Regions from separate parts of the Mus musculus genome. Here region 1 is linked to region 2. A link is a contact called in public Hi-C data. All regions are on one chromosome and are shown on one strand. Each heading gives the region's core, a stretch centred on a gene start, on an enhancer-like site or on the middle of the called end of the contact. The rest is flanking DNA. Distances are from core to core; before and after follow the strand shown. Region 1 overlaps Grip1 (glutamate receptor interacting protein 1). Region 2 overlaps Grip1 (glutamate receptor interacting protein 1).

The links. Hi-C and Micro-C count contacts between places; a contact is called where the count stands out from the background.
Region 1: a contact with region 2 is called in a Hi-C map of the N1E-115 cell line, with 3 times the contacts expected there. The contact joins two enhancer-like sites. A contact is called at or near these places in 11 of 484 Hi-C or Micro-C datasets (the C2C12 cell line, the N1E-115 cell line, embryonic stem cells and 4 more), 8 of 115 datasets of contacts at active chromatin or transcription factors (embryonic basal ganglia, embryonic forebrain, embryonic limb bud and 3 more) and 2 of 9 other capture datasets (adipose tissue and embryonic tail).

What each region holds. Positions count from the first base shown.
Region 1 is chr10:119,798,662-119,805,194 of GRCm38.p6, reverse strand. All of the region lies in intron 1 of Grip1 (glutamate receptor interacting protein 1), which reads right to left. Gm51815 (a long non-coding RNA gene) reads left to right here. Exons shown (of 3, transcript XR_003949037.1): 3 at 1-6,533. Among named protein-coding and RNA genes, the nearest start is that of Gm51815, 18 kb to the left of the region's middle. Within about 2 kb of position 2,579, at least 6 of the 459 cell types and tissues checked have an H3K27ac peak or open chromatin away from gene starts, as enhancers often do. A contact at or near this core is called in the N1E-115 cell line, where this site is marked.
Region 2 is chr10:119,658,181-119,664,947 of GRCm38.p6, reverse strand. The region is part of intron 1 of Grip1 (glutamate receptor interacting protein 1); the gene reads right to left. Among named protein-coding and RNA genes, the nearest start is that of Gm40780, 32 kb to the right of the region's middle. Within about 2 kb of position 1,272, at least 6 of the 459 cell types and tissues checked have an H3K27ac peak or open chromatin away from gene starts, as enhancers often do. A contact at or near this core is called in the N1E-115 cell line, where this site is marked.

The DNA.
Region 1 (6,533 bases), core at 1,330-3,829, 140 kb before region 2:
TGATACAAGTTCACCTCACCTAGTGCCTACAGTTTTGTACGGTGACTCTCGGGGGGGACTGAACAACAGAACCCACCTCTTCTAAATGTGGACCAAATACGTCCCAGATTTCCCCAGTGGCTTAGCAGGCTTCTTACATCCACTGTAGCTTGTCTGAATCTTCTAGGGACTTAAGATTCTTGTCTCTTCTTATAGGTTCCCTTGGGTGATGCACCTCCCAGATACAGTTTCTTCCTCTTACAATGTAATTTGATGAGATACACCCCTCCACAGCTCCTTCTGGGACCAACACCCCCCCCCCTCCGCCCCCAGCTACCCAATGGAGCCTCTCTTAAAAATCCACCAAGTCCAGTCTCTGCTGCCCACATACTCTTGGCTATGTGGCCTTCACTGGAGGGTGGTCCACTCACCGGGGGTTGCCCTCTTGAAGAAAACTGATATGCCCCCTTTAGCAATTATTACTTCCCAATAGCTGCTGAGATGGGGGTGGGCGCTCATGCCCTCTTCTCCTCTCTAGGCTGGATTTTTGTTTTGCGTGAGCTTGTACAGACCTTGCACGTGACGCCTCAGCTGCTGTGAATCCACACGTGCAACTGCACCACGGTATCCCCAAGACACTGTTTTCCTGTCGCTAACTCCTGCTCTGATCTTCTTACAAGCTCCCTTCCCCTTTTAGTGCATCTGTCAACCCTCCCTAGAGAGAAGCTTCCCTTGGCAGTCGACAGTGATCCACACAGACACCCACAACTGCTCAAGGTACAGAGAGTCAGAGACTCTGCAGTGCTTGGTCTGAAGGAGACATCTTTGGTCTTACAACCTCTCCTCCCAAGGCACAGGCGTCCTCAGGGAAGAAGAGCTGGGAAGAACGTAAGAGTCAGATGCATATTTTAAAGCTCCAAACTGGTCCAAGGAGGCGCTCCTGCTGGTAAAATGCGCACCTGCGAGTGGCCCTACTGTGTGCAGAACTTCCAGGAGAACCACAGGTTTGCTCTAAATCTTACAAAAAATGCTTCTTGCTTTATTGGCTTCGTGAGGGACAGGGAAAGCCCATACTCGCTCTTCCTCAGGTTACAGCTATGTCAGGGAGGTACCATGAGTCATGAGTAAGTTACTCGGGTGTGGAAAATGAAAGACTCTGATTAGGAGGATGCTTGTGAACAGATGACAAATGTAGAGGGTGACGTCATTGCAGTCAAAGTCTCCATATTTACAAACATATGCACTTACTCTATCATTTCACTACCTAAACTCTCCTCACCTTTGTCACTTTTCTCACATAGAAAGCCACTTACTTATAGCTCTGGTGGCATCACTGAGAGCATTAAGGTAACATCCATTGTCAAGACACTTTACTGCCATCTGCTGGTAGAAACATGCCATTACTCACTACATACTCTGGCTAAGATGTGAATGGTACCCCATCCATCAGCTCTGATTTGGACAATGTCTGACCACTCCCAACAACCTGTGAGCTCTGAGCATCTCCACGAGGGGGAGCAGCGGAAAGCGGTTGCTACGTTGTTTTGAAGAAAGAAGTTTAAGGATAACTTTAATACTCAAAAGAGAGTGGAGTTTCTGCGAATTAATTATCTCTTTCCCCAGAGCACTTTATTCCTTTCTGTGGTTGTGAAAACCAGGCTTTGAATTCTATTCTGACCTGACTGTGCTAGAAGGGACATGGGGATGCTATGTCGTCGTAAATGTTTGATATGACTATGATTTTACTGCTCCCCATATCTGCCAGAACCAGCTTCTTCAGCCGACAGTGAAGAAAACAGAGAATGCCTACCAGCAAGGCTTGTATTACTGTCAGGGGGAATGCTTGATACAGCACAATCAACAGCGATATTAACTGCTGTTGACTCCGGAGGTGATATTAATTATTGATGCCGTTCCTGTGATCTCACGTTCTTCCCAATGTGCAGAGACATTGTTACTCTAGTTTCCCATCTTACAATCACCATTATTGAGACGTTTCTATGTCACAGAGGTAGACCAGAGTCTGAGTCTGCAACTCTGCGAACAGGTACCCTGTGGCCAAGGGCGGAGCCAGTGCCAGGCTTAAACTAGTTAAGATAGTCTGCTTTCACACTTGAACTGGGCCTGATGGCTCCCTGGACCCTTGAAGTCTTATGGAGGTCTGTTGATGATATTGTCATAATGCCATAAAGGAAATGGAAATCATAGAGTAATGACACAGAGAATGGCTTCTTGGTCCTCTATCTACATCACTGTCCTACTGACGTCATGGCGACTTCAACAGGAGAAACGCACTGGCTAAGAGAATCCGCTTCGGGAACTAGCTGAGTTGCTGACCGCAGAAGGGCACAGCGCATGTGCAGAAGACCCTTACGCGCCAGAGAGGTCTCTGCTCAAAGCACAGTGCTGACAGAGCACGCAGCCCAAGCCTTTTCTTCCTAGCATCTGTTTATACAAATTCTGACCAGGTGGCAAACTCTTCCCCTCTGCTCTCAAGCAACAGGATGCAGGACAGAGAACACCTGTTCCAAAACTGCTCTGATTAGCTGGAAGCTGGCAGGTATAGCAAGGGCTGAGGGCCACTCGGCAGGAGAGGATCCTGCTGCCTTGTCAGCCCTTGGCTCTGCTCCTGATCTTGGCTGTAGTCCCTGTCGGTGGCTAATGGGATTGATCCACGGGCATAAATCTTTAAACTCCTGCTGGCAAGTGCGACGTTATCTTATCCAAGGCCACCACAGTGTGCCACTGCTATCTAAAAGCAAATGTTTCCAACTTGAGGAAGATACTGGAGGTGCAGGTAGGGGTGTGATGCCCTCCGCTCTCACACAGCTTCCGGGGAAAGTGTGTCATTCAGGTGATTGTGCATGCACACGTGAGTGGACGTCTTTCATGATTTATGTATGCGAGTTTGCTTAGAGAAGGTAATGATAACCAAGTCAGCACGTGCTGGTTGGAGAAATAGAAGCAACACTCCCAGGGGAAACTTAGGGGAGCAATAAATAGAGGGGGAGGTGAAGAACACTGTGGGAGAGTATCCTAGACAAGGGAGTGTGTGCAGGACGGAGGAGACCGAAGCTCCATGAAGAAGGAACAACATGGGAGATTGGAGATGGGGTCTGAAGGGAAAGGACAGAGCTCAGGGAAGAAGGGACAGAAGAGCCGAAGTGGGAGGAGTGGGTGAGAAGCTGGTGTGTCGTTGAAAAGCCCCATCAGGACAGCCCACTGCAGCATGCATGCACTGGACACTCCTTAGGGTGTCTCAGCCATGGTCCCTCAACCCAACAGGCACACACATTTCGGCCGGCCCTTTTAGGTTTCTAAGGATAGAAAACTCTCACACAGAATGCTGTCATGTTAGTATCTGCTTGCTGATACTAAAGCACTGATCTAAACTTGACTCACAACAGTGATAAGAGGGAAATTCTAGATTTTGTTGTTGTTGTTGTTGTTGTTATTTACAGACATAAAAGTCAAAGGGCAGCATGAACCTAAGTCAGAGATAGAATATAGTCAGTGTGGTTAAGAAACTTAGAAAATAATTATAGAATGTTAGAGCCAAGGAAGGGATATTTGGAAGCTTGCAACCAACGGAGTTTGGTGTGTGCTCAAAACTGCTCAGGAAATGAAGGTTTCTGTGAATCTTCTAATTTCAATGGTTCTTAAATCACACTCCCTGTGATTTGAGGTTGCTCTGGGTTTTGTACAGCAACTCTGTAACTCTAAACTGAAGAGTCCACCCATTGTGAATGTGAACATGAACGTAAGTCTAATTTATTAAGCAGGTGTTATGCTCTGTGAACAGTTGTGAATGGATGGATGCAGGGATGAGCAGTATATTAAGAAAAATACAAATGGAATGACTTGACCTTTCATCATCGAGAGCAGAAGGACCGATGCTTAAAGATGTATTTATTTTTATTTTAGGCGCACAAACGATGTGCCAGCAGGAGTGTCTGTGCAGCACATGTATCCTCCGCCTATGAGACCAGAAAAGGGAAGCAGATCCCTTGGAGCTGATGTTACAGACCGTCCTGTGCTGCCACGAGGGTGCTGGGAACCAAACTCGGTCCTCTACATGAATATCAAGTACTCTTAACTGTTAAGCCATCTCTCCAAAACCCGGGACTGAAATTTAAAGGGTAGAGAAAAAAAAAAAAACCAAAAAAACCAAAAAAACAGTTTTCTCTTCCTCCTTCCCTATGTCCTATTTTCTTCGCATCAAGAGAAGGATAAAAATAGCCCTGGCCTTTTGCTGACTTCTGAGGGATGTGGGAACGGATAAATGCGTTCGGGTGTGTCAAGCTCCTGAAGTTCCTTAGGGAGAAGCCACAGGTTTTAATGTCATAATAACAAGCTACTTGTTAAGCTGTTGCTCCTCTAAACATATCATAAGTATCTTCAAACCAAGGTTGGAGCAGGTCACGTGCCCAATAGCAAACTTCTGCCAGCTCACCTGGCTCTTAGCCTGGTGCTTCTCTGGGGCTCAGTGTGGGCTAATACTGAATCTGAGTTTATTTAGGTTGAGTGGTTTGAGCTGGAGGTGTGATGTCTTCCTGCAGGGAACTGAATAGGAGCAGGGATGGCCCTGACGCCATCTTCCTCTGTCTACTAGACTCCAGGAGAGAGGGGGCGGGGTAGGGAGAGGAAAACAGTGGATATCAAGCTTTTCCAAGCTTGTAACACTTTTTTTTTTGTAGGAAGTAACACCACATTTCTCATGCATGTCTCCATGGAAAAACGTATTGTTCTGATTAGAAAACACACATCAAGGTCCCCACCTCAATAAAGAGAAGTAAAATAAAAATAAAAGCTTATTCATTCTCTTAATATTGATCCAGACAATATATCTAGATTTGCCTGGATTCTAGATGTAGAAAGGTCTTCTCTACATAGAGTTAAATACAGAAAAGAATATGAAAAGTAATGTTTTCTGCAATATGTAAAATATTAAGCACTGGAAAAAAAAGAAAGACACTGATAAATGGGACCTTGCAGTCTCATGATATCGGTCAGATTTTTAAAAAGTCATCATACCGCCATTGCGTACCTGGGCTTGAACACGCACTGGGAAGAACACAGCAGAAGTAAGACATACGTGAGCAAAGAAACTAAAACCGTAACTTCACACAAGTTAGAAGCCAGGCTGTACCTATGTACAATAGCATTTTTTAATATATGAACACACCATATGCTTTTAAAATATCAAGTATATGAAGCTGCATTTGTGCGGAGCCATATTCTCATTTCCGTTCAGGACACCACCCTTTGGAAGTTCCCTTCTCCCAGATTCTGCGCAGCTTAATTTCTCCTTCCCGGGATGGTTCTGTTTCAACTGTCTTCACTTTATCAACTTAGACCAAAAAAAAAAAAAAACCCTGCTAGTCTCTGAAGTGAAACTTCAGGAAGCATTTTGTCCTCTAGATGGGACCTTGTCCTCATTAGAATTGGGAAAAGAAAATGTATTAGCTACTTCGCTCTTTGCTGTGACCAAACCCTGGTCACAAAGCAGCTTAAAGGAGGAGAAGATACTTTGGTTCAAGGTTGGAAAGGATCTGGTCCGTCATGATAAAGAACGCTTGGAAGCAGGGGCGCCATGGTCGCCAGGAAACAGTCTCGAGGGCTGGTTCTCGGCTGGCTTTCTCCTTTCCCCCTTTGTTTCAGCCTGGGGCCCCAGGCCATGGCCTGGTTCTACTCAGATTCAGGGCTGGAAAAGCCCCTCTCTCTCTCACACACACATACACCTAACGGTGTGCCTCCCTCATCAATACCTCAGGTATCCAAGTTGACAATCAAACTCAGTTACCACAGGAAATACGCAGCTTTGCTTCGAGGGAGTTCCTTTAACGCATTGAGTATTGTTTCTCCATCCTTGGCTCCAGAGCAGCCTTCTACCTTGTCCTACAGGAGTGAAATCTGACTTTTGTAGATGCTTAGGAAATTCAAGATAGACTACACAAACACACTATTCACATCCTCTATTGTTACCATGATAAACTTAATTATTTATTTCTTTGATTTTTTGTTTTGTTTTGTTTTGTTTTTCAAGACAGGGTTTCTCTGTGTAGTCCTGGCTGTCCTCAAACTCAGAAGTCCGCCTGCCTCTGCCTCCCAAGTGCTGGGATTAAAGGCATGCACCACCACTGCCTGGCATCTTTGAATTTTTAAGGCACAGTATTTGGAGCGTGACGGCCTGGGGTGAGACCACAGAACACATATTTCTACTCTGTGACTATGAATACATGCAGGTCTTTGTGAGCCAGGAACATTGTAACACCTGTCTTTGAGTTTTTTGAGGGTAGCTTTGTGCCCTTCAGGTAGCCCTGCAAATGGTAGCTATTACATAATGATCGCTTTCTTCCTGTCTCCGTCTTATCATAGTATGTGTCAGGACCACATCACATTAGAACATCATAGGTCTACATAAGCCAGCTCTCCCTGATTCAGGAGCACTTCCCTTGGAACACTTGAGCATCGAGTATAGAAAGATAAGAAGCCATCCTTACAGACTTAGGAGAAACTGGGGAAAGGAGAGGAATACGATCAAAATATGTTGC
Region 2 (6,767 bases), core at 23-2,522:
CTTGGTACCCTAATTCCTTCACTTGAGTGCACCACACACACATCCCCCTCTCCAAGCAATGCAGTCACAAAGCTGAGAACCCTCTCTCCCGACACCGATCTGGCCACCAGCACTCCCAGCTCCTAACAATGGTATTAGTTTCCCTGCCCCAGGAATGATAAAATTTAGACAGTTTCTGTTCAAGTGTATTCTCAGCATATTCGGATAGATAGACTAGAAGGGTGTGCCTGACCTGAACTAGTTTGGGGCATCTCTGTAGGAAGGCAAAACTGTTTCCTCTAGTTGCCTTTTAGGGTGACTATTACCCCTGTTTACTCTTTACCTCTGTGCACAATTAGGCATGCATCTGATCAAACTCTGATGCCCTGTAGAAAGGGAGAGACATGGTAGGAGAAAGAAGTGTGCGATGTAATCTAGCAGTCAGAGCAGAGAGACACCCAAGTTTGGTCTCCTAGAAACCAGATCCTCCCTCGAGCCCCAAACCATGATCAGGACCCTTGAGAGTCTTCACTCACATTACCCACAAGCAATCCTGAGAGATTCATCCGTCTCTCTTGAATCTGTACTAATTGCCTAAATCCAAATAAAATTTTCTTGCTTCTTTTGAAATATCCGAGAGAGCCCTTATTTTGTTTCTTCGGTTAACAGGTCGAGAATCTGGAAACATCTGGCCCAGGCCTGGAAATATGAGTTACACTCCTGTTCTGGTCAGAGCACAAATTTAAGTTTTCTAGATAGGGTCTCATGAATTCCACTCAAACTCCTGAGGTAACCTAGGACGACCTTAAGCTTCCGATCTTCCTGCTTCCCTCTCAGGAATGCATGCTGGGATGCCTCAGTAGTGCATGCTGGGATCCTCAGTAGTGCATGCTGGGATGTCTCAGTAGAGCATGCTGGGATGCCATGCCTAGTTTTACAAAGTACTGGAGCTCTCAAAGCTAGGACTTCATGCATGCGAGGCAAGCATACAGCACCCATTCTAAAAACGTTTTCAAATGCTTCAAGTGTTTTCGAGTGCAAAGCTTTATGGGTAATGGCTAATGGAGTTAGCAGCTCGGCGATGTTGAGATATCAACATTGCACTAATGAGACAGGACTCTGTCTGCCTAGAGTGGACACAGGAGATGCACAGCTCTGATTAGACAAGCTTCCTGCCTGGGGCAGAGATCGGCAACGTTCACTCAAGCATGGGAACAAATCAATTCAGACATAATAGAGCCAAGGAATTTGATTGGGAATGTTTGGGGCCAGGGAACAGGATGAAGTGACTGGGGAGGACAGGGCAAGGGCGGGGCCTCACCTGATGCAGGGTAGGGTGTGCTTTGGCTCTGATTGGTAAGAGCGGGTGAGCAGCGAGACAGGTGATTCCAGTTTGGCAATAGCAATTGGCTGGGCCAGCGAGAAAATGTAAGAGGTCAAGCAGAGAGAAGCCAGCTGAAGAAAACAGGATGACCAGTGAAGCTTAAGGATAACAGAGCTGTCAGAGTAAAATACGGGGTTCAGGGAGGAGGGCCATCCCATATGTACAAAGCCAGTTTTAAACTTAGCGGAGAACCGGGCATTTTAAAGGGCACGCCGGCGGAGGCGGAAGCAATCAGCTCCCTCAGTCAAAAGCACTAAGAGGGCTCTACCGCAGATCTGAACGGTTTATAGCACCCAGCGAAGAGACACTAAGTGCTTGTTGCCGCAAATGAGAACAACTGTAATACGACTACCGCTACGAAAGGAAATTATACTAATTTGGATTTAATCCCCACCTGACTCGTATCTGAAGTAACATTACAAAAAGAAACTTGGAAAAAAGGAGAACTTCCGTTTGCTGAAAGAATCAGCCCGTTGGCTGCTCATAAGTCATGGATATTTTGGATCATTTAGCAGGCAAAACTTCCTCTCAGTGGCCCTAGGGACCTGAGAGGCAAACCTGGAAGAAACGTAGACAATGTTGCCTGGGTACAAGGTCAACTTGTCATAGACTCAATTCTGTGAGATGAGAGTTTTTGGAGAATTTAATTCTTCGACTTAATTGCATGCAATATTCATCGGTGGATTTATTTTAAATATACCACTGCATCTACACAAGAATGCCTCAGTCTATGAATATATGTATGAAATGAAGACGAATGTACAAGAAACACCTGAAGGATTCAACTCAGTTAACTACTCCATTCAGCAGGGGTTGGACTGAAGGAAGGTAGCCCCCAGAAGGAACAAACACACTTCAGAGGGAAAAGGAATTCCTAACAGGATGGGGTCTTGAAAGAACAGAGACCATGGCCTTCGAGTCAGCTCATTCATGACTGCCGATATCCAGTCTGGTCAGATGGCATGGAGAGGGGCCCGCTTCCAGCTTGCATTTATCCAGTATAAAGTACTCTGCCGAGTACTTCAAATTAACAGGAAGCCAGGCGGATCCCCATTCATTTTTACCTCTGTACCAATTTCCTGTCTTCTTTCTAAGTTATAAAGCATGTTTGTGTGGCCAAGAAGACCCCATAGCTATGGCAGGCATATGTAATCCTCAAGGCTGAAAAAGTCATACAACTTCATCTGTGGCAAATGGCTTTGATCTAGACATCTTCCTTTGCACGTTTTGACCTCACAATGCCGTTCCCTATTCAAGCTCAGGTGGCAGCTACTCAGGCAGAGGATAAAATGGCCCCTCAAACTCTAATGAAGTGAGAATCTCTACTACCTGGACATTTGAAATAATAACGGCAGCAAGGATCGTAATAAGGAGCTATTGATACTGATCGCCCACTGAAGCACACGTGAAGGACTCTTAATCTCCAAAGTCATTATTTCAAATAGAAAAGAATGAAGGTTATTCTTATTAAGGGACAATAATTAGCTTTGGATTCGGGGCGGTGGCATTTAGTTACTAATGAGATTGCGGAGTCGCAGCGGCTCTCTAAGGTTAATCTGTGGAGGCAGATCTGTGTCTAAGAACTAATGTGAGAGGTGGAATCAGAGGAAGAGCATTTGTCCTAGACGAGACAGGAAAGGTACCCGCCACAGCAATGGCGGGAAGCGCTGCACTCTTAATGGGGTATATGTAAAATTTTTCCTAGCTGATTGGTTGACATTTTTCTTGCCGGTAATGTTATTACTCACCTTGTAAAATGAATTCATCACACACCAGGGCATAGGATTAAGTCTGAAATGCCTAAGATTTCTCAGACTGCAGGGAAATTGGTTTACCTACTGGGTTGGTACCAAGAAGCAGCAGGGCTGGCACAAGAGCCCTGAGAACCAAATTTAGCCCCAGGGAAGGAGTGAGAGGCGGGGGAAGCTTCAGGCACTGGGCCCCCTCTTGTCCTGCACTCCTGCGAACATGAGGACTCAAACATCCAGCCCCACCCCACACATGTTTCAAAATTCAACACATCCCGCCAGTTTTCTTTAAACAAAAGGCATAGATAAAAGATAGAAGACATCTTTCAAAATTGAAAAAAAAAAAAAAGCTTCCCAGAAAAGTCCAGGACGCCAATTACAATTAGACTAGCGTACAAGAATTATTCCTTTAATATCAGGAGCTCCCAAGCTCTGCGTGAGCTTTACTCCCACGAAACATTCTTAGCTTTCTGAAACTCCAATGTTCCTGGGTATCTGTATTGATAATTGTAAAAATGCGGTAGAGCAGAGTCCTCGGAAATATAAAACAAGTCCTCCGAGAGCGAGGGGAAGCAAAAGGAAGGAAAACTGAAGACTAAACAGCTGGTTCACACTGGATGCTTCCTGCCATGTGATGCTGGCCCACAGGGATGGAGACTGCTACCATCCATGCAAATCTCTGAGGTTCCCCCTCCCTCCCTCCCTCCCTCCCTCCCTCCCTCCCTCCCTCCCTCCCTCCCTCTCTTCTTTTCTTGTCTCTCTGCTAGGCCATGCTGGAAGTGTACGTTTTTAGTGTCAGAGAGCACCCTGCTGATAAAATAAATAAATAAATAAATAAATAAGTAAAACTCTTCTCTAACAAAACAGGCTGTGCTAGTTCAAAAGATGGATGGCCTGTGAGGTCATTTGCACCAGAGGTTCTGAGTAGGTGATCTCATACAGAGAAACCAGAGGAAGTGGAAAGGCATGGGGGAGGGGGAGTGTAGCTTCTATTATACAAATGAAAGGAGATGAACAGATTAGGTATGGTATGGCAGAACACAGCTGAGCCATACGTCTTACAATGGTCAAGATGTATAAAATAAATAATAAATATAGAAGATTGCAGTCACAAAGGAAGAAACACACAACCAAAAGTGTCAAAGGATAAATACGGGATCATATCACCATACATACATTCTGGCATTAAATTCTGGGCTCTGCTTTTTCTCACTTTAAACCATTCTAGAAGTTTAGTCACTCTGACAAAACTTCCAGTTTCCATGGCTAGCTAGGGCACTTGGGTCCTGTCACTTGAGCACATAGCCTTCCTAGGATAAATCTTTGATAGCCTGCTGAAATAAAGTTAACACAGTCATGTTCGGTTCATCTTCATTGAAACCTCAAGCATGAGAAAGAACACTTACTGAGTGTAATCAGAAGGCAGGGCGACTCTGTCCCGCAAGAGAATCTCACTCTAAATGATGAAAAGAATCTTAGCAGGAGGGACTCTGTCAAACCCTGCTAATGAAGTGCCCGAGAACTCCTGGCACTGGACAGGCCCCTAGCAGACCTGTTACAGTGAGCAGCTCGGGATGCAGACTCTGATTAAAGCCCACTCTGGCTCTTACTCTACCCCTCTACCCTGTAGCCTGTCAACATCTCTTAAATCGGTCTTCCTCACAAACTATGCAGCACCCATTGCTGATGGATGCCAAGGCTTGGCTCACTGCCTCTCTAGCCTGAAGGGAACATTTCTCCTGTGCTCCCTGCAAGAAGTGTTGGGGGGGGGGGAGGACCTTCAAAAACAACCTCTCTGAGTAAAGTATTTAGATATGACAGGGGTTAACAGATCATAAGGTGACCACCATTGAAAAAAATAATTTTTCTTAGAGGCAGTGGTGTGTTTACTACCCTGGCCATGATCGTGGCATCCCAAGCATATATGTACATATCCAAATTCACGCTCTTGTATATGTTAAACAGGCATTCTTCATCTATCAGTTCTACCTCAAAGAAGCTGTTCTTAATATATATATATATATATGTATATATATATATATATATATATATATATATACATATATATATAGTTGATTCTACTCATGGTACCCGGGAGCGGGACTCAGTTCCACATGAGAGGGTACTGTATGGAGACTCATTAGAGTCCATCACAAGGTAGTAGAAAGAAGATCCTGGTAGGGCAAGATCAAGGAGCCATGGCTCTGCTTTAAACAGAAAGGGCTGAAGGAGGCGCAGGGCTGGCTGCTCTGAACAACCCCAGTGGAGGGGGCCTCTTGTGGCCTGCTCCTGCCTTAACTTGGCAGGTAGCTAGTGGTCCACAGCATAAGCCCATTGTGGGGAAGGGTGGTTCTGTGGTTGTCAGCTACTCCTAGTGGAGTTGAGGCAGCCTCTTTCCAAGGACACAAACTTAGGTCAAGACGATATCTTAAAGCTAGATCCCATACTCCAGCGTGGGTGCTGCTTCCACGCGCTTCCTAAGCCTACCAGGTACCCTGGCTGGCCTTGAACTCACTCTGTCGATCGGGATGGCCTCTCACTCTGCCTCCTGAGTGCTGGGAATAAAGCCATGTACCACCACACTTTGTATACCTTTTTCTTTTTTCAGGAAGAAGTGCTTCCTAAGGAGAAAAAAAGAAGTTTTCAGGGACTCCTCCCAAACATGTTAAAGCAATTCCGGTTACATGATTCAATTAATTTGGTGAAGTGTATAATATTACCTAATTTTACTTAATGTTGCTTTCCGTTGTAATACCGCCTTGCAGCACCGTGAAAGCTTCCGTAAAATAGTTGAGTTTATTTCTTTTCATTGACAGCTGAAATTTGGTTATTGAGCCTCACAATGAAAATGTTCTATTGACAAGCCCTGTTCCTATCAGACGGCCCAGGTTTGCTTTAGAATGCTGCCACACCCTCCCAAGTCCCAATGGTGGCATGCTTAAAACCCACATCAAGATAAAAAAAAAATCTATGACATTTGAATCCCAGAAATAAAATAAGAATACCTGTTTTAATTACTCTTTTTTTTGATGCATTATCCTTGTTTTAGAGCCAATGTTTATTTAACAAATAGCAAAAGGGGGTTGAGTTTCCTTGAACCTCAGATTTACTGCAACTTTTACTCATTAACCTGGAAATCTTGATTTATGTTACAAGGAGGGAAAATAGTCATAAGTGATATGAATTGCACCACACATGACTTTCAAAAGCCATTATGCCAACATCGTATTAAATCAGTATTAATGGGGCCTTATGCAAAGACACAAAGCCGAGTTAGAGACAAAGTTCTTTTATGAAAGAGGAATCCCTCCCGCATTTCAGCTAGACAGAGATTCGGGACTTTAACAGGAGGTTACTGGGCTCTGATAGACTCTGTGTTTGACCTTGGGGAGCAGAACAGGAAACAGCAAGGGCAGTGGGTGTTTCTGCTTGTGGGATGTCCACCGTTCAAGGAGATAACCCACCCTCAAACAAGTTTCCTGCGGCTGGGAAGAGTCTACGGCGGAAGTGTAAGGGGGTGCTGGGGGACACAGATGGGAATCACAATAGAACCTAAGGTCACAGAAGTCCATGTGGACGAGATGTCATCTGTTACGATCAAAGAATTAAGCAGATAAACATTTTTTTAAGTTCCATTTCAGTGTAATTAACCAAAC